Linked DNA regions of Mus musculus: all the other regions are linked to region 5. The links are chromatin contacts, called in public Hi-C, HiCAR-type, HiChIP or PLAC-seq and promoter capture Hi-C maps. All regions are on one chromosome and are shown on one strand. Each heading gives the region's core, a stretch centred on a gene start, on an enhancer-like site or on the middle of the called end of the contact. The rest is flanking DNA. Distances are from core to core; before and after follow the strand shown.

What was found. Promoter capture Hi-C pulls out the DNA fragments that hold promoters and counts their contacts. A called contact is a pair of places that touch in the nucleus more often than the background predicts. HiCAR-type assays count read pairs that join an accessible place to other places. HiChIP or PLAC-seq counts read pairs in DNA pulled down with a chosen protein or histone mark.
Region 1: an H3K27ac HiChIP or PLAC-seq map of VIP interneurons shows a contact between it and region 5, with 5 times the contacts expected there. The contact joins the enhancer-like site here to the promoter of Nr3c2 in region 5. A contact is called at or near these places in 3 of 39 promoter capture datasets (the 3T3-L1 cell line, hippocampal neurons and liver) and 3 of 115 datasets of contacts at active chromatin or transcription factors (VIP interneurons, astrocytes and stem cell-derived neural progenitor cells).
Region 2: a promoter capture Hi-C map of hippocampal neurons shows a contact between it and region 5, with 11 times the contacts expected there. The contact joins the enhancer-like site here to the promoter of Nr3c2 in region 5. A contact is called at or near these places in 6 of 39 promoter capture datasets (the 3T3-L1 cell line, 3T3-L1-derived adipocytes, cranial neural crest and 2 more), 1 of 484 Hi-C or Micro-C datasets (cardiomyocytes) and 3 of 115 datasets of contacts at active chromatin or transcription factors (astrocytes, embryonic forebrain and forebrain).
Region 3: a promoter capture Hi-C map of hippocampal neurons shows a contact between it and region 5, with 17 times the contacts expected there. The contact joins the enhancer-like site here to the promoter of Nr3c2 in region 5. A contact is called at or near these places in 6 of 39 promoter capture datasets (the 3T3-L1 cell line, cranial neural crest, frontonasal cranial neural crest and 2 more) and 2 of 115 datasets of contacts at active chromatin or transcription factors (astrocytes and forebrain).
Region 4: a contact with region 5 is called in a Hi-C map of uterus, with 8 times the contacts expected there. The contact joins the promoter of Tmem184c here to the promoter of Nr3c2 in region 5. A contact is called at or near these places in 2 of 39 promoter capture datasets (liver and pre-B cells), 4 of 484 Hi-C or Micro-C datasets (the MNK3 cell line, embryonic stem cells and uterus) and 1 of 115 datasets of contacts at active chromatin or transcription factors (bone marrow-derived macrophages).
Region 6: a HiCAR-type map of astrocytes shows a contact between it and region 5, with 2.6 times the contacts expected there. The contact joins the enhancer-like site here to the promoter of Nr3c2 in region 5. A contact is called at or near these places in 5 of 39 promoter capture datasets (the 3T3-L1 cell line, 3T3-L1-derived adipocytes, hippocampal neurons and 1 more), 2 of 484 Hi-C or Micro-C datasets (cerebellar granule neurons and cerebellum) and 4 of 115 datasets of contacts at active chromatin or transcription factors (VIP interneurons, astrocytes, forebrain and 1 more).

Annotation. Positions count from the first base shown.
Region 1 is chr8:76,240,370-76,244,833 of GRCm38.p6, forward strand. No RefSeq gene overlaps it. Among named protein-coding and RNA genes, the nearest start is that of Gm22509, 32 kb to the right of the region's middle. Within about 2 kb of position 2,977, at least 4 of the 459 cell types and tissues checked have an H3K27ac peak or open chromatin away from gene starts, as enhancers often do. A contact at or near this core is called in VIP interneurons, where this site is marked.
Region 2 is chr8:76,135,165-76,139,283 of GRCm38.p6, forward strand. No RefSeq gene overlaps it. Among named protein-coding and RNA genes, the nearest start is that of Gm22544, 120 kb to the left of the region's middle. Within about 2 kb of position 2,212, at least 8 of the 459 cell types and tissues checked have an H3K27ac peak or open chromatin away from gene starts, as enhancers often do. A contact at or near this core is called in hippocampal neurons, where this site is marked.
Region 3 is chr8:76,382,818-76,387,344 of GRCm38.p6, forward strand. No RefSeq gene overlaps it. Among named protein-coding and RNA genes, the nearest start is that of Gm39199, 61 kb to the right of the region's middle. Within about 2 kb of position 1,699, at least 16 of the 459 cell types and tissues checked have an H3K27ac peak or open chromatin away from gene starts, as enhancers often do. A contact at or near this core is called in hippocampal neurons, where this site is marked.
Region 4 is chr8:77,609,238-77,613,587 of GRCm38.p6, forward strand. Tmem184c (transmembrane protein 184C) reads right to left here and starts at 1,416. Exons shown (of 10, transcript NM_145599.4): 1 at 866-1,416. The coding sequence starts at 988. It overlaps Gm39200 (a long non-coding RNA gene), which reads left to right and starts at 2,844. Exons shown (of 3, transcript XR_878939.2): 1 at 2,844-2,992.
Region 5 is chr8:76,899,938-76,903,910 of GRCm38.p6, forward strand. It overlaps Nr3c2 (nuclear receptor subfamily 3, group C, member 2), which reads left to right and starts at 2,393. Exons shown (of 9, transcript NM_001083906.2): 1 at 2,393-2,603. It overlaps Gm10649 (predicted gene 10649), which reads right to left and starts at 684. Exons shown (of 2, transcript NR_028579.2): 1 at 169-684.
Region 6 is chr8:76,343,965-76,348,063 of GRCm38.p6, forward strand. No RefSeq gene overlaps it. Among named protein-coding and RNA genes, the nearest start is that of Gm22509, 72 kb to the left of the region's middle. Within about 2 kb of position 2,252, at least 8 of the 459 cell types and tissues checked have an H3K27ac peak or open chromatin away from gene starts, as enhancers often do. A contact at or near this core is called in astrocytes and neural progenitor cells, where this site is marked.

The sequences.
Region 1 (4,464 bases), core at 1,727-4,226, 660 kb before region 5:
GTCTTTATAACATCTGTTCAGGATCTTCTGGCTTTCATAGTCTCTGGTGAGAAGTCTGGTGTAATTCTAATAGGCCTGCCTTTATATGTTATTTGACCTTTTTCCCTTACTGTTTTTAACCATTCTATCTTAACTTAGTACATTTGTTGTTCTGATTATTTTCTGTTGGGAGGAATTTCTTTTCTGGTCCAGTCTATTTGGAGTTCTGTAGGCTTCGTGTATGTTCATGGGCATCTCTTTAGATTTGGGAAGTTTTCTTCTATAATTATGTTGAAGATATTTGTTGGTCCTTTGAGTTGAAAATCTTCATTCTCATCTATTCCTATCATCCTTAGGTTTTGTCTTCTCATTGTGTCCTGTGTTTCCTGGATGGTTTGAGTTAGGATCTTTTTGCATTTTGAAGTTTCTTTGATTGTTGTGCCCATGTTCTCTATGGAATTTTCTGCACCTGAGATTATCTCTTCCATCTCTTGTATTCTGTGGCTGATGCTTGCATTATGGTTCCTGATTTCTTTCCTAGGCTTTCTATCTCTAGAGTTGTCTCACTTTGGGTTTTCTATATTGTTTCTACATCTCCTTTTAGGTCTTGGATGGTTTTGTTCAATTCTATCACCTGTTTGGTTGTGTTTTCCTCTAATTCTTTAAGGACTTCTACCTCTTTAGCAGTGTTCTCCTGTATTTCCTTAAGTGAGTTATTAAAGTCCTTCTGATGTCCTATACCATCATCATGAGATATGATTTTAAATCTGAGTCTTCCTTTTTGGGTGCGTTGGGGTATCCAGGACTGGCTGAGGTGGGAGTGCCGGGTTCTGATGATAGTGAGTGGTCTTGGTTTCTGTTAGTAAGATTATTATGTTTGCCTTTCACCATCTGGTAATCTCTGGAGTTAGTTGTTATAGTTGTCTCTGGTTGGAGCTTGTTCCTCCTGTGATTATGTTAGCCTCTGTCAGTAGTCCTGGGAGTCCAGGTCTCTTCTGAGTCTCAGTGGTCAGAGTACTCTCTGCAGGCAAGCTCTCTTCTTGCAGGGAAGGTACACAGAGGTCTGGCATTCAGTCCTGCCTAGTGGCTGAAGATGAAGGCCTGAAACAGGGCCTGTCCCAGAAGCTGTGTTGGTCCTCACTCTCACCTGTGCAGACTGGTCTCTGAGGGACCCGGGACACAGGATGGTTCCCTCATCTGCTTCAGCAGTCAGAGCCCTACCAGGCAGACACCTCTCCTCTGGTGGGGAAGGTGCCCAGATGTCTGGAGGCCAAAACAGGGTCTGTCCCAGAAACTGTGTCGATTCTGCAGACTGCTCGTTCACCCTCCGCAATCCCGAGACATTTTTCTTTGTGTGGCTTATACAGTTAGTTAGCACATCTTACTGTATAATCAGGTGTCTGCTGCCTTTGAAATGACATGTGACAATGTCTCACTGAATCATTGGTTGCCTTGGAAAAAGAAACACCATTCATTCCTAGCACTGTTGCCATGCAGTAGCTCCTTGTCTCTATCATGCACAGGGTCCCCAATGGAGGAGCTAGAGAAAGTACCCAAAGAGCTGAAGGGGTCTGCAACCCTATAGGAGGAACAACAATATGAACTAACCAGTACCCCCTGAGCTCGTATCCCTAGCTGCATATGGCCTAGTCAGCCATCATTGGGAAGAGAGGCCTCTTGGTCTTGCAAATTTTATATGCCCCAGTACAGGGGACAGCCAGGACCAAGAAGTGGGAGCATGTGGATAGGGGAGCAGGGAGGGGGAGGGTATAGGGGACTTTCGGGATAGCATTTGAAATGTAAATGAAGAAAATATCTAATAAAAGAATTGGAAAAAAAAAGAAAATATGTTAATTTTATTCTATCCCTAGGTCATCAGTATGCATGCACATAAATAAATTTAATTTATATGTCAAAAAAAGAAAATTAATGGAAAAAATCAATACTGGTTCGAAATACTTGCTATTTATTTATTTATTTTGGTTTTTTGAGACAGGGTTTCTCTGTATAGTTCTGGCTGTCCTGGAGCTCACTTTGTAGACTAGGCTGGCCTCGAACTCAGAAATCTGCCTGCCTCTGCCTCCCAAGTGCTGGGATTAAAGGCGTGTGCCACCACTCCTGGCCAATACTTGCCTTTAAAAACAAAGTCTAAAGCCTTTGGAGAGTGTATTTGCTTCAGTCTGCTCTACAATACTGCTTCTCTCCATTTCCCCTATAATGTGGTTTGGCCAGGCATGACTCGGTAGTCCTGAGCCAAGGATGCCTCTTGGAAATAAACCCTTTCTTTTCTTTTTGAAGCTCAAGATCAATACCACTTTTCTCTCCCAGCTCTTCCCCCATTTGATCAGTCAGGGATTATGATGATTATTACTATAATGTTCCTGTCATTGGTTAAAAAATCCCTGGCATTTATAGAATCATAACAGTGGTCATATTATAATTATCTGTTTAGATGTATATTTCTCCCACTAATCTGAATTCCTCAAGAACAAAAAATACCTGATTATATTTTTGCTGTCAGTGTGTAACATAGCTCTTATACAAGCAAGTCACCTCCTGACAGTTTACCGTAGTTTATTACTGACAAATAGATTTTTGTTGTTGTTGTTGTTAAAAGATCTCATCTATTCTGGGGGTAAATAGCAAACAACTTGGGAAAAGAGATTCCATTTTGCTCCACTGTCCTAGCTCTGATTCATTGGATATTTATCTTTCTGTCTGCCTTAGTCATCTCAGTGGCTCTGTCCTTTGTTTCCAGGAGAAACATATCATGTTTTGATGGGAATAGGAAATATTCCTAACTGAACATTCCAGAGAAGTAAGCCTAGTGCTGAGAACAAAGGCCAATGGGGAGGGTGGAAGAAGATAGAATTAAACCCAATACAAAGAAAATTGCCACCGTGAGCATTTTATATTAACCTTTTAAAATGGTGGGTTATCCATTCTGAGCACAAATATATCAATCAGGGAAAATTATAGAGGCAGGAGATATGGCAGCAGCTGTGTGGCTTGCCTAATAAGTCTGGATCGCAACATTTCTCAGCCTGGTGGCACGGAAGATGAGGACTACAAATCAGGAGAACTGTGAGAAGAATATAAATGTCTTGTGTATCAAGGAAAGGAAACACCCTCAATCTTAAGGCTTTAAGAAATTGCAGGGGAATGGCTGTTCCTGGACTATTGGAAGACAGTTGCTTCTTCCATGTATGTGACTATTTAGTTATATTTTAATGTCAGTAGGATTGGAATTCGGGTTTGTAATATTTTTGTAAAAAGAAATATAAACATATGCTTCACTTTGCTTCTAGACAATAATCTGGAGCAAAGTAAAGAACTCATACATTATATTTGTGGTGTGTGTGTATGTGTGTGTGTGTGTGTGTGTGTGTGTGTGTGTGTGTGTGTGTGTGCGCGTGCATACATGCGCAGAGCTGAGTGTGTCTGTGAGTGTCTCTGTGTGTGCACACACATTTATTGAATAGACAAACATCATTTAAGGAACAAACAGTACAACTAAATGTCCAGGATACCTGAGACCAACCTGTTGCTCTGTTTGAAAACTTTTTCTAGGTAGTGTAGCCACCTTGCTTTCTACAAATGTTGAACTTGCTACTAGCATTAATCAGAGGATTAATCATAGGAATCCTTTGAAACTTCCATCTTATCTGGTACTTTTTGACCTCTACAACCTTGTTTTCTCTCTCTCTCTCTCTCTCTCTCCATCCATCTCTTTGCTATACAAACACCTAGAGCTTATTTGTTAGAAAAGTACACAATGAAGAACAATCAGTTAGACTGAGCACAGTGTCATAAAGCTGAAATCGTAGCATTCCAGAGACAGAGGCAGGAGGACTGTGAGTTGCAGGTCACACAAAAGTAGCAAACAAAACACAATTGGAATGTTGAGTTAAGTTCAAGGCTGGTCAGAGTGACCCATAAAGCAGGAGCAGAAGGCAGCCTGATCACCACCAGAACTATATCTATGTGGTTAGGTGAATTTTCACAATCAATAATAGAACAATAAAATAAACCAGATAGATAAGGACTGGTAGCATGCACAGGTCCTGGGTAGGTTCTGCACATGTCTAAGTAAGATGGGTCCCAGTGTTGAGCAGGGAAGTCACAATAAGACCCTGTCCTTAACACAGAAGCCATCTGAAGTTGTAACTGCTCAAAAAGGAATTCAAAAACCACACTCAATGGCGGGCCCCACACCCAGCAGTAGATGGCCAACATACACACACATGCACACACACACACACACACACACACACACACACACACACACACACACACAGAGTTTTGTTGTTGTTTTGTTTGGCTTTCTTATAATGTTTTGTCTGGGCTTTTTCAACTTTTCCTTAGATATTTTGCTTATATATTATTTTTTCCATTTTTTACAGGTTTTCTGTATGTGTGAGAATATACGTCTCAGCATCTGCATGTGTTTCTTCTGCATTTTTTAAAAATTATTTTTCTGTTTGT
Region 2 (4,119 bases), core at 962-3,461, 760 kb before region 5:
GTGTACAAGACCAATGAGTTTGAACTTTTATCATTAAAGATATTTAAAGATATTTAAAGATACACCAAAAATAATTGTGGAGTGGATGAATAAATTAATATGGAATCAAGATAGACATCCTTAATGCATCTTCAAAGAGTAATCAAATCATTGCCAGTTTTATAGTCTGCTATATCTAATATATACAAACATATGTATATGGGTGAAGGACATAGTAGCTAAAGTCATTGATAACAAGTCCTGAATAAATAAGCACTTGCTAACAGAAAGAGCAAATAAACATTTTAAGCAGGATCAAAAATAAGGAAGTCATGTCTCAAATTGTGGCACAGGAAGCAACATGAAGAGAAAAAGAGCTGGCAATGACTAGTGTCTTTATGTACTCATTTGGAGAGCCACAGTTGAGGTACAAAACCTGAGGACTTGCTGGTTTCCTAGGCATCATACCACACTTCTCAACACCATCTAGATGAGGACTCCACATTCTCCCATCAACTTTTGTCATCCAAAACATTAAAAAGAGTATAGCTATTCAGCTCAGTAGTGATCTACATGCAATTGTATTTTTGTTGGGCCACTGGGAGAAATGCCTGGGAAACACCTGGGTTGAGCTTTTCTTCACTTACTCAAGAGACTCAACAAAAATTCCCAGCTCCAATTAGATGGATGGCTAAGTTCTGATGACCTATTATTCATAGTGACTGTAGTTAACAGTAATGTATTGAATACTTAAAAAACTATGAAATGAATGGAATCTCTTCTCATTCTAACCAATGTGGTTGGTTCATTACATTACACATACATACACTAAAATATGAAATTGTACCTGTAAGTACATGTGTCAAATAAAAATTAAAAATATTTAAAAATAAGATGATTAATGGCAAGTCAAAACTCTTTTAAAAGTTTCCAAAGTACCACCTAAGTGTGTAATTCACCATGCTATCTTTTTGAAGTTCAATGTTTTACTTATATTTTTATTTCCTGTGCATGCTTTGATGTAAAATTTTCTCACTCCTATTATTGCATTACTTTGTTTCTAACTGAAAGTGTCTGATTTGTTTTTGAGATTGGTAGCATTCTGACAGATGGAAAAATGAAAATCATCACCAGAAGCTAAATTAATTTATTAATATTCACATTAAACTGAAAATTATCATTGCTGTAGAGTAAAGATCATGTAAGCTGACAGGAACTGATTTCAGGAATAAGAAGAAAACTATCAAAGTAACCTAATTGTATAATAAGCTAAGAAGTCTGAAAATATATACTTTTTTGGGTTGTTGTTGATTTGTTTTGTAACTGCAAGTAAGAAGGGACTAGAAAGAGAAGACTGAACACTGTAGATCTTATAAGGAGGCACAAAGTGCCCATTTTCATCAACAAATTAAGGTGTGCTTTCAAGGCATGTGCTCACAGATGAGAAAACCCAGAGCAGTGCCTCAATAGAAAACCCCACCAATAGGAACTGATATTTGTGAGAAATGCAATGTCTCCAGGCAATGACTAGGGAACCGAGGATTCTGGACATAAGTAGATATAAAAGATCAGTTTGCTCATCTCAAACTATAATGGAGGCATCACCCAAAGTTGATAATTCCAAGTGGCATTATGTGCGGTGCATCCTCCTGGTCAGGAGGAAGCCCACCATAGCTGCCTTCTGCTGTTGGTGAAGTAATAATCCAGAAGACAAAACAAAGTTGATCTTGCTGCTACTATCTTCAGAGTTTGAGGTTGTAACTCAGTCTATTCAAATGCATATGCCTTTCTGATCTGCATGTTCAAGAAGGATGCTTGGAATGGTCGCATCTTTAAATACAAATATGCATAGTAGCACAGTGCCAAGCACTGCCTTAACTTCTCTACAATTACTCAGTGGTTTATCCTCAAGATTTACTCTGTATGACATTTTTTTTTCCTGTAACCCACTATTCCTTTTGGAAGTTTGCAAGGGTAGATTCCTTTTTATCTGGAGTCAAATTCCTATCAGTCTCCCTCTGCCTGCTCTCTGTGCTCTCGACCTGATCTTCCTCAGACATCAACAGTTTCTCTCCTGACAACAGGTGGTGGCCACAGAGCAGAGCTGTTCGGATTCAGAATGGCATGGCTCTGAGAGTCCTTTGCTCTCGGATGCTCTGGAGCTCTGTTCCACAGTTATAAAGGAATTTTGCTTCCTGGCCCTCACTCACTCACATTTCCCCATCCATCTGTGAGCTTTGCTTTGTTTCTAGGATTGCTGAACTGAAACCAGTAGAGTGTCAGAACTTAGCCCATATGTTCATTAGCAGTGAATCTGTAATTACTTTCTATGGTTTAAAGTTAATGAGACTATGTGTGTATGCATGTGTACATGCTGCGTTTATGTGCTTTAAATGATGGCCTAATTATTTTTCTACATTTTGCCTGCACTGACCGCAAAGGTACTTCTTTCTGTTCAGCATTCTTTAGAAACATGTGTCTATAGTCTACACATGAAGATCAAACTTATGTGTTAGATTTTTTTTTCAGTGAGATGAGAATAACTTATTTCCACCTAAGGAACTCATTAACCTATTTTTACAGGGTCGTTCACAGCAATCAGAGAGTTAAAAATTGTAAACTATTCATATTAGGTGTTATTTAGAATGCCTCTGACTGGGAAGCAAGAAAACAATTAAAATATTAAAAACACTACACAGGAGCAAGACCACTATACAGGTGAGTATATATAAACATATTCTGTAAAATATGAATCAAAAGTCTCCTCATTTTTAAAACATGATCATGCCTCATAAGCTTCATAAGAAAATAAAACCAAAAGATATTCTGAATACAAATATTTCAGAAAAATTAATGCTTATTTCTCTGTGTTTTTACCTAGGAATACAGTAAGAAATACCTGAATTAACTCACCTGTAAACATCTGTTGAGGACAGATTATTTACAAAACAACATGATATATCAAATGAAAATGAACATAGCCTGGAATCAGGCTGTATCTGGCTGTGCAATGGGAATGAATACTCACAGTGAAGACATGCAGATCGCATAGATAATAATGCCTACTTCCACATAGAATTTAGAATTTTCTAGAACACTTGTGTTTAGTGGTTAGAAAAATTAATGCATGCATTTACTTGTCAGAAAAAGACTAAAACTATAGATTCTAGACTCCCCAGCACTAATCAAAGACTATAAATTGTCACTATTTGTTTAGCGAAAAATTGGAGTAGATGAGGTTTTCTTGTTGTCTTGAAGCAAAGAGGATGGGATCAAGATCACAGTTTACCCTCAGTATGATGGTGGGATCACTGCTTACCCTCAGGTCTGAGTCTAAGTTCATGCTCACTGTGTCTGTGCTTGGGACAATCATTTAGACATTATGTCCTCTAGTGGCTTCTGTTGTGTATGCTTGTGGAAAAGGTTTTAAAAAAAGAGATCACATCAGGAAACACTGAGGAAGAAATGTTATTTCCTTGACTCCAAAGCAGACTCCAGGAAATCCCTACAAAAAGTGCTCTTCCCAGCTCAGCATCCTCAGGAGAGAGGAGGGTTGAGCTATTTGCCTTCAGTGTGACAGTCTGCCAAGGGCTGTGTGATGCTCTATGGGATCATTCTGGGCTACAGTGCTGGGGAATTTTTTTTTTTTTTTGACAGAGGCTACTTTACTGCAGCAAGATAAATCTAATCTCGATTGGCCAAATAACACATCATCATGACAGCATGAGCTCAGGCAAGTCAGGAGGTCTGTCAGAGCTTGGAGATAGAAAAGATTGATGAGGTTCTTGTTTGCTAGTTGAGGTCAGGACCTGGTGCCCTGGCTTCACCGTCCACATTAGTGAGATTTCTATATGTAACTAATACATGAAATAATGAACTTCTGCAGAGAAGAGGCATGCTTTGGCTCATGAGTTTGAAAGGTTTAAGTGCATGGCTGACTGGATCTTTTTATTTCAGCCTCTGCTATGTTAGCACAGCAGGTTGAGCAAACCATGGAACATCATCCATAGAGAGGATGAGGATGGGCCGCAGACCCCTTCCTTCCTTCGAGAACATGCCCAATGTGATGCAATGACTTCCCACTACACCCGAGCTCTTAAAGTTTTTCACAACTTCACAACAGAAAGAACCAAGCTGCAG
Region 3 (4,527 bases), core at 449-2,948, 520 kb before region 5:
CTACCCAGAAATTATTGGAAAGAAAAGAGGAACCCTTGACTGTTAGGAACAGAAAAGCTCACATTTGCATCTCAGATTAATTACTCAAGCAATCATTTTGCACAGATGACTTCAACTTTGGAGGTTTTGATTACTCTGTGGGTTGCAATCCCTTTGAGGGCCAAATGACCTTTACAGGGTTGCCCAAGACAAACACAGATATTTACATTAAGATTCATAACAGTGGCAACATTACAGCTATGAAGTAGCAACAAAAATAATTTTATGGATGGGGGTCACCACAGCATGAGGAACTGTATTAAAGGTCTTAGGGTTAGGAAGACTGAGAACCACTGTTATATGAAGATAAAAATAATATTGGTCAATTGACTAATATTTTATGAATGAAGCAGATTTAGAACCTTACTTTCTATAGAAAAAGTATAAACAAACATTTCCTTTCAATAAGATTTTACATAATACCATTATGACATCTAATGCCATATGACACTTTAGGGGAACAAAATAATGCAGTCAAAAATGTTTCCAAACAACTATTTTCAGAATATGTTTTATAATCACAATATCTGGGAAACCTTTAGAGTTGAAAGGGATTTGGAGAGGAAGTAACCAGCTATTTGAAGCTTCACGGTTGGCTGAATCTATAGAGTTGCACATGGGAACACAGGTTGACACACTCCTAGGCAAATGCTCTTGTACTACTAAAGTGGATGAAATCAACTCTTCTCAAAGAATTAATAATAATTTCACTTCCAGAAAAGATCTGCATGCTTTGGAGAGAGAGTGTAATTCTGTTTGTTTAACCTGGAGTGCCAACTGAGTTGTACTGAGAAGAAATAATGCTCAAATGGAAGGAAAACTCCCACTGACCACCAAGGCAGTTGCAACTATAACGATCTGTGGTACACTCAGTGGTACATGGCACCTCCTCCACCCAGCACAGACCTTTGTCACCGAATAGGCTTGTTTCCTCTCATTGAACTGTTTCTTTGTTGTTATTACTGAGCACTGTAATTAAACATTCTTCCTGAATCTGCTTGGCAGCTGCCACTGTTCTAAAAAACCATTCATAGCCCTGTATATTATTATCTTAATCCCCTGTTATAAAGAAAACCACTTAATGCCAAAAATCAAACTCAAATACTGAAAAAACAGCTTTACATTGGGCTTTATTAGAACGAGTATTAACTGACATAGCAAGGGTCGGAGGTCTAATTCTTTAAGGCATTAGGCCCTCTGTTAGGTTAAAATAAGCATGCAATTTTGAGTTCTCCTTGAGTTATATTCAGCTTATGTGTTAACTTCAACATAGCTTGGGAGGCATTCACTGAGCTGAATATTCATATGGCATGCAGGATACAGACACTGAACCCAATTTAGTAAATGAATACTTGTAATTTCACCAAAGCCCTGCTGAGAGATTATTATGCAGATTTATGAACGAATATCACTGAAGCAATTCTTGGCGATGTCTTCAGTCACCAAGGGCTCAAAAGTATGCAAACCCCAAATCATTTGCCATGCATGTACCGTTACAGGTTTCATCTCTGGAACTTTTGTGACATTACCTTCACTCTGTCTCATCTCCTTCAATATTCTTGCCCTTGAGCAAAGAGCCAGCAATCATAACACCTCTGAGCACTGCCAAGTTCCTCCTGACAATATCCTGGCTGCCATAACGCCAGCAATCTGTTCCAATCCTGTCACTGCAAAATCTCATTAAAGACAAACGAATGCCCGGTCACAGGCAGAGAGGTGCACAGCAGAACAGGGTCACATTTACAGGAGCAGTTATGCCTGGTACAGGACCAGCTATGCCTGGTACAGGACCTCCTGATATCTCCAGAAAAGTCGCCTATTGTCTAAGGTCAGGCTGGGGGATCCATAACCAAGTGTCAGCTGTGTGAAATCGTAGTATGCAGACCAGATTATCCTATCTTTTCAGGGAGCTTTAGAAAGTCTCTTTAGACTAGATCCTAAACCTGTACATTTACCCCAAAGACTAAATTAGAGGGAAATGCCAGCCAGGTTACTAGAATAAAACTTAAATGTGTGCGGTTACCTAACACTCTTGAATGATCAGGGCCAAGCCTAATAGTAGCTTATGGCCACCCTAGAAAAGCCAATTAGACTCTGGAAAAACCAATTGTATAACTATAGCTTCAATTCTATCTTAATTTTCCATAACTTAAAAGTGAAAAACATGCACATGGTTTAATAGGTTGCAAACTCCAGATCATACCTTAAATTAGCAGGAGGACCAGAAATGTGACATTCTGGGAGCAATCACTTTATGAAATGACAATACTTCAGTATATACAATCAACTTATGCGGTTCATATCTAGCCAAATGCTGTTACAGCTCTGCGAATCTGTTGAAAGTTTATAGAAAATTCCAGAATATTTAGGAGCAAATGTCTCCATTGCCCCTTGCAGAGTCCTCAATATCATCTTGTATCTCTAGCTCTTTTCTTGCTTACTGAAATTATTTCTATTTTCCTTGAACTAAAACTAAAAGATTTTAATATCACAACATATACTATGCTTTAACACTGCCATTACCATCTTAGCTTTGGGGTGAAAAAATAAATCTCGACTGGCTCATTCATTTCTTCCTAACCTTCTGTAAGTTAAACTGAAGCTAGTACTGATCTATTTAAGTGTATATGAGACTGAACAACATAATGTAGGGAAGTCATCATCATTGGGCATTGATATTTATGATGTTTAGTGACTTCATGTATTATATTTTTATTGATATAGCAGACACACGTCATTGTAATTTGTGTGCAGACTGAGCTAGGGTACAGCATACTGTTGTACTGGTCAAAGCCCTTAGTGAAAAAATGATGAATAAAGATTGATTAGGATGGATTTATTTCTAGGTTTTATATGTACAGCTATGTAATCTGGATAAGGAGACTTTTTATATTGACTCCAAACAGACAACGGATTTCAAGGCCAGAGACCATATTCACACATTTACAGAAGAGTAATCAGAAGTTAGGAGCATAAACCTCCCCTGCCCCCAGCCTTCTAGAAAGGAATCAAATGCCAGTCACCAACAGCTATGGTTACGAGATCACTGTGTGGTCCGTAAGTCAACAGCCCTAGGATTGGCTGGGAAATGACTGGAAATACAGAGCTGTAGAGTTAGAATCCTCATTCTAACAAGCTCCTGAGTGACTCATGCATACAGGTAAGCTTGATTGACTGTTGCCCAGACCAGCTACATAAACTCGTTTATGTCAGCAAAAGAAACCTGAGAGAACGGGGATCAAAATATTCTGACTAGTGAGTTACTAGTTTATTCGCTGTGGGGTAGGGAACGACTCCAGGTGTTGCTTACTCTTAGAAGCTTGTCTTAAGCAGGCTGCTGAAGGAATCACAATAGTGATGAGTTGGCATTTCAGGTAGCTTACATTTTGAGTCTGAGAAGACCTGTAAGGAGAACAATGAAATGAAAGAGAGGTGTGAGACAGAGGAATGGTCAAGGGTAGCTTGTGTGCCCTCCGTTTGTGCTCTTAGGTGCTTGGGCTTCTGTCTGCCAGGAACACTGTGGAGATGGTCAGGCTCAGCTTGCCATCATGCTGGGTTTCATTGCAGAGCATAGACCTGTGGGCAAAGATGGAAATTTGGGAAATGGGGGAATCGGAAATTGGTCAGCTAGCATATATATTTCATTTCTAAAGGCAAGGAACACAAGTGATTGAACCTTCATTTATTAAAATAAAACAAAACAAAACAAACAAACAAACAAACAAACAAAAAACCACTCCCATCTTTTCCCTTTGATCTGCAGTTGCTGGGAGTATGAAGCATGTTCCAGGCTCAGGCCAAGGAAGAAGCTGGCAGCACTTATTTACTGGGGTTTGACTTCAGCAGTTCGTGACAATGCCCCTTGAGTTTTCTATCTTTGTTTTGCTGTGGTATATATATTCAAAGAGGTTACATAGTAGAAATTTGGTCCTCAGCATTCTGATGCTGGAATATGATGGGACCTTTAAGAGGTAAGATTTGGTGCAAGAATATTAAGTCAATGAAGAAGCAGCTTGCAGAAGAGGTTAGCAAAGATCTCAAGGGAAACCCTTCCCCACTTCCCACAAGACTGGGCTGTTATGAAAGAGCAAGATATTTTTCATCTCCCCAATTTCTGTCTTTATGTCTACCATGCAACTTCTCCTTATTATCCACATTTTTACCATGGTACCATCCATATTAATTGGACAAGCTATAAAGGTCAGCACCAGAGGCCAGTCTAAGAGACTATTTGTCCTTCCAGATTTGCAGTGTCCTAAACGGTTTGCTAATAAATATATTATATTTTAAAATTATTTAACTCGGGTATTTTGTTAGGGCAAAGAAAACAGAGAATTATCTATGTGTGTTTCTTCTCAGGATGCCTGGGTTATGATCCTTGAAAAAATGAGTGTAGTTTTAGATGTGACAGTATATTTTGTGTCTACTTGACTGTGCCACAACTAACCCAGTGCTAGCTTGTTGTCAAATTGAATTTATAATTACTTG
Region 4 (4,350 bases), core at 166-2,665, 710 kb after region 5:
ACATGACATCAACAAAGAGGGCCAGAGAGATGTCTCAGCTGGTAGGTGCCTGTCTCCAACCCTGATAGATTCAGCTCAGTCCTCAGCACTCATTATGATGAGAGAGCAGAGCCAACTGCTCCAAGTTGTCCACCTTCAGACCTCCACAACTGGACCATCCCACGAACACACCAACAAATACACCTTTTTTTTTTTTTAAATATAAAGGAACACACAGGGGATGTTTGTAAAATTTTTGCTTTGGTTAAGGAGTAACTTCAGGTCTGGGGATGAAGCTCAGATGGTAGAGTGCTTGCCTCAAATAAACAAAGCCCTGGGTTCAATCCCTGCATTGAGTAAACAGAATGATGGATACACCGGTAATCCAAGCACTGGGAAGTTTGGATGCAGGAGGATCATCCTAGTCTACAAAGCAAAATCCAGAACAGCCTGGTTTACAGGAGATTTTAAGGAAAGAAACAAAGAAAACTTGTAACTTCAAACGTAAAGTTAATTAGCAAAGTCAATTTAACAAGAATCCTTTGGTTCCAGAAAACCGGCTAAAAGCCTATAAAATCCAGAACATAGTTTTTAAGATGGTTTATTTGGTCTGGTCAAGCCCTAGTACCTGCATAGCAGATCTGATTTCAAGAATAAAGTTCTTTCTGGGACTGATGAATATTGGGAAAGCGCCCATTGTAAGTAGGTGCTTTAACTATTTGTTTCTCGACCCGGACCTACCTCCAGTTGTAGCGGCTAAATAAAACCAGTCAGGTTGGTTTAATGTCCACAGACGAAATGTTTTTCAGACCTCAAGCATTAGAAGGCAGACAAAGGAACTCTGTCAACCAGCGGAAGAAAGGGTAGAGGTGCAGGACCCTCTTACCTTCATTTTTTGAAACTTCCAAATGCATATCGGAACCGCGACCAGGATGGTTGTTGCGTAAAAAAGTACCAACAGGGGTCGGATCCATCTCCTCCAGTTACTCCGATTACATGCGCAAGGCATGTTCTGTAACAGATTCTCTTTGAGTAGCTGAATAATCGAACCAAACCAAGAATTTGGCAAGTTCGCTTTTTCGGTTGTCTTCTCCGCTGGCGCCCTATAGGAAAAGATTTACTAGCCGCTGGCGCCGCGTTCTCGGGTCGCTCTGTGTTTGCGGCTGCTGCAGCGGTGGCCGCTCGGGATGCTCGCAGGTGCAGGCTGCATCCTCGCCGGCCAACCCGCATGGACTCAGTGCCGCCGCGGCGTCGCCTCCGCCTCACCTGGAGGTCACCCAGAGTCTCCGCTGCATCGTGACCCCGAGGACTATCAGGGTAAACTAGGGATTCTAGGCACTCGGGGTCTGACCTGCATCTGGTACCCTACCAGCCCTCTCCCTAGTCCAGCTCTGGCAGGCTAGTCTCCGCCCCCGGAAGACCCGGCCCAGAACTTCCTCACTCACGGCTTTGGAACCTCTACAGTACTCATCTTCAGAACTCATCTTCCGCCGACTATTCCACTTCCGTTTCCGATCAGATGCTTGCAGCAAATGATTTGCTCTGAGTTTCAAGCTGAGCTAAACCTTGTCCCGCAACGCAAAGCATTGTGATTGGTCAGTTACGGAGGAGGGCGTGGCTGTAACCTAGGTTACCGAGAGGGCGTGGCAAGGGCAGGAAGGAGAGTAGCGGCGGATTTCTGGCATCTCTAATTTACCTAGTCTAAGTGGTTCCCTAAAAGGGCTCCGAAAGTTGTAGGAACTGGGGACGTTTCAGAAACACCCGCTACATTCCTGAGACTTTACTCCATCTAAAGAAAAGTCATAGTGAGGGGCAGTCACTGTGGAGTGGAACTTGAAATAGCTTTATTTTTCTCAGAAGGCTTCCCAGTTGTCTTTAGGGGTGGAATGGGAAGCCCGCTGGAATAAGACAGAATAGGTTAGATTTCAGTCAGTTGCTAGAGTTTAGGGTCCTAAGGAGGAATTTGTCTGCATAATTTCTAGACCCGGCAGAAGAATCATTCTAAGAATAGCTTTTTTGAAAGTAACCGCCAATATGAAATGTTCACGTTTCAAACTTGAGTTAAAAAAAAAACAAAATCTTATTTAAGATTTAAAAGGTTGGTATTCTGACATCTGTTCTATACACCTAAAGCTTTTAGCTGTATAGCTTTACAGATCAATGACACATGGGATCTTAAATTCTTTCTAAATCAAGGGAACAAGCAAACATCTGAGTCCCGACTAGACACTGAACACTGCATATATTGTCATTTTCTGAAATCAAACACTAACTTCTCTACCCATTTTGTATGAGTTGATCTGCATAAAAGTACCGAGTAGCGATGGGTAGTTTTCTGTTTCACAGATGAGAAAAGTGTCAAGTGATTAATAGTACCTATTAAGTAATAGAGCTGTTTTCTCTGACTTTGGACTCTGCTTGATGTTTAAATATTTGCCATCACCTGCAACCAGGGGACTTCTGCCTATTAGCCATCTGGACAAAATGTCATGGACCAGAGTCTCAAAGTATACAGATGAAATCACATTCCTCAGTTACCAGAGCCTGGAGTCTGACTTCTGCAGTCTTTCTCCTGTGATCTCCATTTTGCACATTTCCTTAAAGGGGCTGTAGGACTTTAGTTTGGTCTACACTATAAGTTAAAATAGTTGGTTTTAAGGAAATTCCTAACCATTAATGAAATCTTGGTATACTGTTGAAGTTCAGAAAATTAGGGAAAACTCTTGCTTTACAGCTTATCACCACTACTTATTTCTTGGCAAATGGCAGTCTTTTTGGATAGGCTGTCTAACAGGACTTGTTTCTGTGTGTCCAGCCACACTCTTACTGCTTCTGATAGCCATCTTCTCCATTCCTTCTCATAGGAAGCCAATTTTTTACACAATTTCTGAAATCTATTTCTGCACTCTAGTGCTGAGCCCGGTATGGCTATGGTGGGGACAGAGTGACATGGTTCCTGCCCTTGGGACAAGTCCTCCAGTGTGAGCCTCCATGAGTGTGATGGCTGCTGTGGGTATGTATTTCACATTCCTCCTAGGGATGTCCTCCCAGTTAACCTAAGGACTCAGTGAGAATTAGAAACAGCTCGAATCCAGGAGCCAAGGCTGTGGCTATGTCTCAGCAAAATGGTAGACACTGGGACCTTCAGGACAGCCCTTAAGGCTGTGGGAAAGAACTCTAAATACATGAGTTCAAAATACATATAATTTCTCAACTATGCAAAATATAAGGATGCAATATGAATTATGAGGGGCTTCATGAATCTAAAGGAATAAAAGCAGCTCACTATGAGCCAGCTTATCAGAAAGATACAAAGGCAGGAAGATTCCTGAGATCAAGGTTAGGCCCAGGTGTGGTAGAAATGGTAATTTTCAGGGCAGGGTCCCACCCAAGTAACTTACTGTCTGTGCTTTACAGAAGCAGACCAATTTCTGAATTCTTTTGCAATGTTAAGGAAAAAAAATGTATGCTTGCTATCACTTAAGAATCAGAGGAGCCGGGTGTGGTGGAGCACACCTTTAATCCCAGCACTCGGGAGGCAGAGGCAGGCGGATTTCTGAGTTCGAGGCCAGCCTGGTCTACAGAGTGAGTTCCAGGATAGCCAGGGCTATACAGAGAAACCCTGTCTCGAAAAACCAAAAAAAAAAAAAAAAAAAAAAAAAGAATCAGAGGGCTGGGGTCTCTGGATGCAGATTTATAAGATAATCAAAAGGAAACCTGGTTGTAAATGACTGGATTGATTTGTAAAATAAAAGATTGGACCTGTGTTCTGCAGGAGATGAGCTATCCAGAGAAGTTTTATGATAAAAAGCAAGAACTGCTTGGAGAAAAGACACATACTCATGTACACACACACACACACACACACACACACACACACACACATACAAGCAAGCAGGACATGAACAGAGAGATCTCTTAGAATATTGAACAGAACACAGGTCATCAGCTTGTATCCAGGATTTGACTTCAAGTCCTTCTTTTCGCTGTCCCCAGACACATCTTCTCGCAGAACCCCTCTCCATGCTGTGGCTGGTCCTTGCCACTCTAGCATGATCCTTCATGCTTTGTCAGAACCATTAACTTAAATGTTGGTCCATTTCTCTTAGACTGTGAGTTCCTCAGAAAAGATAAAATTCTTGAACCATTTGATTTTTAGCTGGGTGATAGTGGCACACACCTTTAATTCCAGCACATGGGAGGCAGAGGCAGGTGGATCTCTATGCAGTCATGGCCAGACTGGTCTAAAGAGAGAGTTCCTGGACAGCCAAAGCTCTCTGTCCTGGCCCTCTAGGCCGTGTCGGGGTAGGCTCCCTCCATACCATTCTTGGGCATATATCCAAAGGATGACCCTATACCACATGGAAATTT
Region 5 (3,973 bases), core at 1,143-3,642:
CGAACCAGCAGACTGGGAGACCCGCCGGCCCCAAGCCGGGCCGCCACTGCTGGGGACCGGCGGGTGCTCGGAGCCCCCTAGGCGCAATTTAGTGCCTCCAGCTCGCCAGCTTGCTGGCTCGCCGCCTCCAATAGGGTATCTGCACAGTCGCTCTATTACTGTACCCACCGTCAGTAGGGCGACTGCCAGGATTGCTATCCTCTCCATCCTGATTGCCGATCAGCCGGTATTGGACTTGCTGTTGACGGCGGCAGCGGCGGAGGCGGCGGGAGTCTCGCTGGCCCCCTCCCCCGCCCCAGTCTCCCTACCATGTCCTAGAAAAGGTGAGTGCAGCAACTGTCACTTTGCACCGACAGTGGTGGGAGGGGGCCGAGGAACGCAAGGGAGAGGCCCCGGGGTGCCAGGGCCAGTGCAGAGGGGAAGCGGGTCGGCTCAAGGAGGTGGGCTGCCGGCAGTAGACCAGGTGCCCGCCAGGCCGGCCCGGGACACGGGTGCTGGGAGGCTGGCGAGCGCGCGGAGGCTGCTCCGTGCCATTCTAACCTAGATTTTGCAAGGAGCTTCGATCCAGGGCAAAACCAGCTCTCCCTAAAGGAGATAAAAACTTAGTAAAAAGAGCCCGGTCCATTTCTTTAATAATGAATACCCACACTGGCTGAGTTGCAGCCACTGCTGCTTGGCGAGCCCGGGCCGCCGGGTCCGGAACTCCCCTAGCTCCAGCTCGCCACCCGCGCGCGGCCCCGGGCGTGATCGATGCTGAGAGTGCTCTCCCAGCGCGCGTGACAGCTACCCTCCCGGGAAAGTTGGGACACTCGGCGGGGGATTCATGTGTGTAGGGGCTCCAGGGCCAGCTCTACGCTGGCGACTGATGGGCACTGGAGTCCCAACCAGCTTGTCGTCTCCGCTGCAGTTTCTTTTGCCTCTGGGGAGTGTCCTGCTGGAGTGACTGAGACTTCCAGTCTCCTTGGGCTTGGGATCCGGGATCCTGAGGTTTAACTAACTGTAAGGAAAGGAGGGGCCTTTGGGCACAAGATGCCCTCCTCCTTCTGGGGCTTCAGCTCCTGGCGAGTGAGGGTGAGCCTGAAGCTGCACAGCTGCCGCCGGCGGCCTGCGGGTCGCCAAGGGCCAGGGGACCAGATTTAGGTGTGTATATCACTGGTGCTGACTCCCAGCCAGCAGGGGAGTCCAAAGACGAGCCTCAAACCAGTCTAAAAGTCCTTAGAAATTAAAGTTAAGGAGTCCATCTTTCGGCTTAGCAAGTGCAGTGCTTGGGTGGATGGGAGGGAAATCAGGGTTGGGCGAAGGAAAGGGGTCGAAATTTCTTCGCGCAGACAAACGATCCTTAAAAAATAGTTTTAGTGTCTCCCCTCATCCAGTATACCTGCCCCAATTATGTGCACCCCTTTCACACATTATAAAGTGAATATCCTCGAGATAGTAAGCTTTCTTGCATATTGAACTAGTGGAAAAATCCAGGACTAAAGTAGTATAAGTACAGTAACAAAATTATCAGGCGCCTCAGCTCTTGACCCTGGCACTTTTTTTTTTTTTTTTGGCAGGGGGTGGGGTGGAAGGAAGGCTGTGTTTAAAGGGGTTTGGCTGCACTGAAAGCACCCGCTTTTCCTGCGTGGTTAACACAAGGAAACTGAAATCGAGTGGGAACGAGATCCTCTGTCTCTCCGACAGCGGAGATTAAGGCTGCTCGGCGGGAAGGTAACTCTGAGAACGGGAGGGGGCGGGAGCAGAGCTTCAGGGGTCCCGGGGACACCCACCCGAGCAGTCCTAGGCCTGAGGACGCTGTGGGAGGCGCCGGGTGTGCACCGCTGTGGCTCACCTGGCGCTGCAGGTGGAGAGAGCAAGGGCTCACCATCTAGGCTGCTCTAGCGTCACCATGCTTTCCCCTTCTCTCCAGATTGCTGTGGTCGCCAGGGAGGGTGGGGGGGGGGCGACAGTTGTGTAGGTGAGAAGTTTGGGGCGAAGGAGCAGAGTGGGCTAAAGGGTAGCGTGTGCAGGGGTTGCCCGGTCGGGGCCACCTCCGGGAACCAGGAGAACTCGCCGCCTCTGCGGCTTTAAGGAAGCTGCGGAGTCCAGGCTGTGTCGCAGCAACTTTGTATCAGTCATGTCGCCCGCCTGGTGACTGACAGCCCCTGTTGCCCAATGAGAAGCGCGCCTGGCCCGCACAGCGTGGAGCCTTGTTTCCCCCTTGGCCAATGGAAATGGCTCCAGCGGGCGGGACAGCGACCTGAACTTTCTGGACATGTGACCCGGTTTAAAAGGGCCGGCTTTCCACTCCCCCCTCGGGGCTTTCGCCCGCCCCCTCCTCTTGGCCCGCCCCGGCCCTGCCCCTGACCCCTCCCCTCAGCTCCTGCGCACCCGGGGTGTCATTGGGCCCGGGAGAAGAGAGCCAACTTCAGGCTGCTCAGAGGAAGCTTGTGCAAGTCACCTGGGCGCCAAGCGCTGCTGTCTTGGGCTCTCCCGCTGCAGGGAGAGCGGCACTTGCTGGCCTGGATGTGGTTGGATGTAGGGGGGCTCCGCAGCAGGGGTGTCGTGGAGGTGGCAAGCACTGCAACAGGTAGACGGCGAGAGGACGACCCTGGCCAAGGCAGGTGTGTAGGGGTGCGCAGTGGGGCGTCTCTGGTCCAGCCCGGTGTGCGACTGTGGCAAGGGTGGCTTGCACTTTGCAGGGAGAAGCCGCTGCGTAATCCGGAGGCACAGTCAGTATGGTTCTGTGTGCTTGTTGTTTTGTTTTGGTTTTTCATCCCCCACACCCTCCCCACCCCCACCCCCCCCCACCCCCGGCTGGCTGAGGACTATTTTGGGAAAGTTTGGCCACTTTGGATAAATGCCCTCTAAAGAGCGGCTTTTAACCGCCTTTGGCAGTGGGCGGTCTACCACCCTCCCCTTTCCCCAAAAATGAATTTCAGATCGTTTGGCTCTTGCAAATTTTAAAGGACGTTTGAATAATGTTTCTTTCATCTATCAATTGCGGAAGCTCCCCAGTCTGAGTGGGAGGTGTAGCCGATAAGGGCAGTTGAAGGAGCTAGATCACCATAGATCTTGTATGAACGAGGTCTGGAAAATCTTGCGTTCCCAGTTCCTTTATATTTGGGGAAACTCTAGGGGATTCTTAGGACAGGGACAGACAAGGGATGAAGCTACTTTGGGTGGCATCCTTTTCCAGATGGGTTTTAGGTACATGACTTTTCCTGCTGAATTTTTAAAAGACGAGGTTTAAATCATAATGCTTCATCATACCATCTGCTTTATTTATTTATCATATCGTAGTTCGGAAAACTTTTGCTAGCAGAAGAGTTATTAAAGCCGCTGAGTTTTAAAGACACCAAGCTGCATCTTAACATCGCGGGTCTTCACTCTGTAGGTACTGTTATTGGTGATATTTACATAGTAGTGATAACAGCATTCTCCATCTATGTAGTCCTCCCTTGGAGCTTTAATTCCACGTTTGACATCATGGCATGCTACCTACCATTTGTGTCATGAAATACTTTCGGGAGTTTAGGAGAGACTAAAGCTAAAGCAAAGCTTTTTCTTTTATGGAAAGCTTTTTCCTTAAAGGAAGAGGGCAGGTGAGAGGAGAGAGAGAGAGAGAGAGAGAGAGAGAGAGAGAGAGAGAGAGAGAGAGAGAGAGAGAGCAAGCTGATGCGGCTCATTGGGTCAAGCCAGTGAGCAGAACTCATGTGTGCTTGGCTCTAACTGGTTCTCCCACTCTCTTAGGTGACCTTGGCAGGTTTATCCTTCATCTATAAGAGGGGAAGGTAACAGTCTTGAAGAGCAGAGCAACTCAAACTAGTTTCCTGAAGTTATCTGCCTTCTAAAGCAGCCCTCAAGGATGGGTCTCTACTGTACCACTCCAGGACAGTAACATAACTGGGGAGAAGGGGGAAGATGCCATTAAGAAGCAGATATGTTTTGAGCAGCATTAAAAGTGAAAGTTTCCAGAAAAGATACAAATTCC
Region 6 (4,099 bases), core at 1,002-3,501, 560 kb before region 5:
AGAGGTTTGCATCCTTTTTGAGGCAAGCACGGTATGGGTAGAGCCCCTAGGCAAGAATCTCTCTGATGTTTCTATTTCACCTCCGCCGAATGGCTCCTGGAAGCCAAGAACTTGCTTTTAATCAGCAAACCATTTTCATTTTCTTTCTTTTTATTTAAATGTACTTAACTGGTTGACTTGAACATACTATTAATTATATAAAAACCCGAGTTCCTTTCACCCAGAGATTGCTAATTAATTTTGCCCTGCTCTTAGGGAGAAAAACAGAAACTGTAAAGTATTGTCCTGTGAGCTCACACAGGCTGGTGGGGGTTTGTCTGTTTAAGAAGCTGCATGCGCAGAACATTTCAGCATAGCATCTACGTTAATAGAGGCTGGGCCCTGCGCCTGTCAGGAGGGGAAACAAAACAAAACAAAATCCTCACCATTATAATCTTGTTATGTTCCACCTTCCCAACAAGTCAAACAACTTTAACTTTCAAGATAATAATGATAGTGCGTACAAAAAGAAACCCTAATGTTACTGAAATAAAACAGCAAGGCTCTCCCCTTAATAAAATAAACCACAATCAGTAACACTCTAGTGTTAGTCAGTGAAACTGAAACTGTTTCTCTGGAAAAATGAATCCACATCTGAGAAATACAGAGTCTAAAGGACTCCAGAGTCCAGATTGTCTCCCCCAACCTCTAGTAAACAGTACAGGCGGAACCTGACCTCTGTCCCTGACTCCTCACCAAGGTCATTCCCCAGGGTGCCCTTCTCTCTTATACATACATATCCCTATTAGTGTGTCCTGTTTCCATCCAATGTGCCTTCTCTCCTATACATGTACCTATTACTGTGTCCTGTTTCTATCCAATGTAGCCTTCTCTCCTATACATACATATCCCTATTAGTGTGTCCTGTTTCCATCCAATGTGGCCTTCTCTCCTATACATACATATACCTATTAGTGTGTCCTGTTTCCATCCAATGTGCCTTCTCTCCTATACATGTACCTATTAGTGTGTCCTCTTTCTATCCAATGTAGCCTTTTCTCCTATACATACATATACCTATTAGTGTGTCCTGTTTTCTATTCAATGCCAGCATCCCTTCTTTATCTCTTCGTTCTACCACTCATTATGAAATTCCATGAAGCCTTTGTATCAGATATTCATAACTCATTGAAGCATAGTTCTTGTTTGGCTCCTTTGCTCTAAATATGAGTGTAGCCATTCCTGTCTCTTTCTTACTTCAATGGAGGACTTCCTCCCCTGACAACTATCCACTGAAGAAATGAGATCCAAATATTGAGGAGAGAAAACCTCTTTCTTTATATGGGCCATGCTTTGAGGTTCCTTCATTCCTTTTAGCTTATTGGAGCTTCCACAGAATGCATCAAGGCCTGTCCACCTGACACTACCTGAAGTGTGAAGATTTGATATGGAAATCCACAGAAATGGAAACAGTTCACAAGGTTACATTAAAAGAACACTACTTTTCTTTCATTATTTGTTTTTGTTTTGCTTCTTCGGGGTCTAGTGCAACCCTGGCGGATATTGAATTTGTTTCATAGCCAATAAATATAATCTTGAACTTTTGATTCTTCACTCTTGCCTCCTCAGTGCAGGGGTGATGGGCATGTAGCAACTCCCTCCCTAGGTTACAGCCAGGCTTCACAGAAAAACCAGGACTCTGAATAGATAGGCAACTATTTTAAGATACGTCTCTATGGAAGAATATTTTTCCAAATAAGAATATCTCATAGTTTGTATTAGTGTCTAATTTGTTCAGATTAGTCTCTACTACAAACAAATACAATAGTTCCTTAATATCAATAAAGGAATTGCATTTGAGAACTAGAATTTTTCAAAATTGACTGAATATGAAAAACATAAATGTTAATACAGCGATATAAGCACAGAAGGGAACAAATATTTATTTAAAGTCTCTAATTTATACTTTGATTGCTCTTTTAAAGTTTGCCTATGTAATAGTGAGAAAAATCTTTGACACTGCCTTTGGTCTTCAAAATCTTTTCACTGTCTGTTTCCATCTTCTACTTGCCCTGGTAAATCTTTTTGGTGTTTTGGTTCATTTCTCTCTTCCTGGCTGCCAGTTCCTCCTACTCTGCTTTCCATACTGGTCTGTACAAAAAAAAAAAAAAAAAAAAAAAAAAAAAAGCCTTCTCTCCTTCTAATGGCCCTGTGTTAGCTCCTAAGTTCTGCTGGCTGAACAAACTCCAGGCACCCAGACAAGACAGCTGAGGAGACTTCTGAATGTCTGCCCCCGCACAGTGACATTCTCAGCTCCAACAGGGTCAGACAGTCACCAGGAAATGCTTCCCATCAGTTCTTCTCGCTTCCCTCAGTTCTTCCTGATGTCGTTTTGTAGACAAGCCAGATTTCTAGCTTTAAAAACATGTGTGACCCAAAGAAAAATTGGGCTGGCATTCAACTGCATATTCCGCTGTTTCCCTGATTTTGCTGCTTTCCTGGCAGTTGAACAACCATTATTATTGCTCTTTCCAAAAGAATCTGATCATTTTGACTCACAAGCAAGCCAAACTCTGGTCAGCTGGTTCTTCAGAGCCCCTGTCCCTGACCTGAACAAGAAAGACAGAAGTATATAGTCAGCTTTCCTTCACTGCACCTTACGGTATGCTCCTGTACCAACCACTGGAAGTGTCAGGAATGTCTTTGTCAATCCCCAAAAACAATGGCACCATTTATAACCCAACTGTTGGACTGTCTCAGTAAACCAGGTTGCCCCAACCCACACGACTTCAGCTCCTGTCAGTTGATACCCATAGACTGCTTTGGAAAGTTTTGTTTGTTTATTTGTTTGTTTGAAAAGCAATGAACAAAATAGGGGACATCGGCAGAATGTTAAATCTGCCAAGGAATGTAGACACTGCGTTGCTTAGAATTTCTTAATAAGGATAAATTAATGAATGCAATTCACTGAGCATTTTCTGTGTGTCACCATTGATGAGATTTTATGGGTGTGATATCATAATTTGGCTGTCTTTGACCTGCCCCTCCTGGCCATTCTAAATTCTGCAGACATTATGCAGATATTTTGCCAGCTCAGAGAGCCATGCCAAAAGCCTGCTTTATTTGGGCAGAAATCAAAAGACCTTGTGGGCTTAAGCAAAGGCAAGCATGGTTACTTTCCCCAGTTCCACACTGCTCAGCTGTGGCTAGAATGTGTTTGTAAATATAGCTAGAGATTGACCTAATCTCCCCTATGGACAAATATAAATAAATTTCTAGTCATCCTTGCATTTACAAATTTGTAACATTGTACACTTCATGCCACCTTATTCCCCATTAAAGCTAATCAAAGTCAGGTCAGGCGAACCATCCATAGTCAAATAGATTAGACAAGTCAATTGATCAAATAGAGGAAATGACCAGAAGCCTTTCTTGCCTGGCACCACCCACATCATTTCACACCCGTGTATGGCCTCGTTCATTTTCTTGGGCTAAGGAATACTCATAAATGATCTAGGGTCCTTAGGAATTATGAATCTAAAGGAGGGTTAGAAATGCATTTGGTTCATAAATAAATGTGAGTAAAACCCAAATTTAGGGGAAGCCAGTCCACCAGGTTTTAAAGAACCATTGACATGAAGAAAACGGAGCCCATTCAACTAGAAAGAATTTGGCACAAACTTCTGTAGTTTCCTTTACCTCCACTCTACAGGACAATGGGAATCTTCAGGGATTTGCCAACATTGTTGCCGACTGAATCCAAACAATACAAAGTTTTGATAGTGGTTCCTTTGTGTTTCCATTTTGTCTGTTTCCTTACAGGCCGAAGCCAACATTTACAGGAGGGCTCTGATACCACCCAGTAGTTCCATCAACTATAAATGGCACCCCCAGTTCTGGAAGCTGGAGTGTTAAACCGCTGTGCCCATAACTTCTCAGATTTCACAAGCTATTTAGTTGGCTTTTATTTAAAAGGGCATTGTGCTCCCCTTGTCCTCAAGTTGGCTTCTGCTGCTGGCTGCCTGTTGTGCTCTTTCCTTTCAGATTGTAGGCAAGGGGGTCAGGGGCAGGGGAGCTGGTGTTTATTTATTTTATTTTGATTATCTTTTATTTCAGTTCT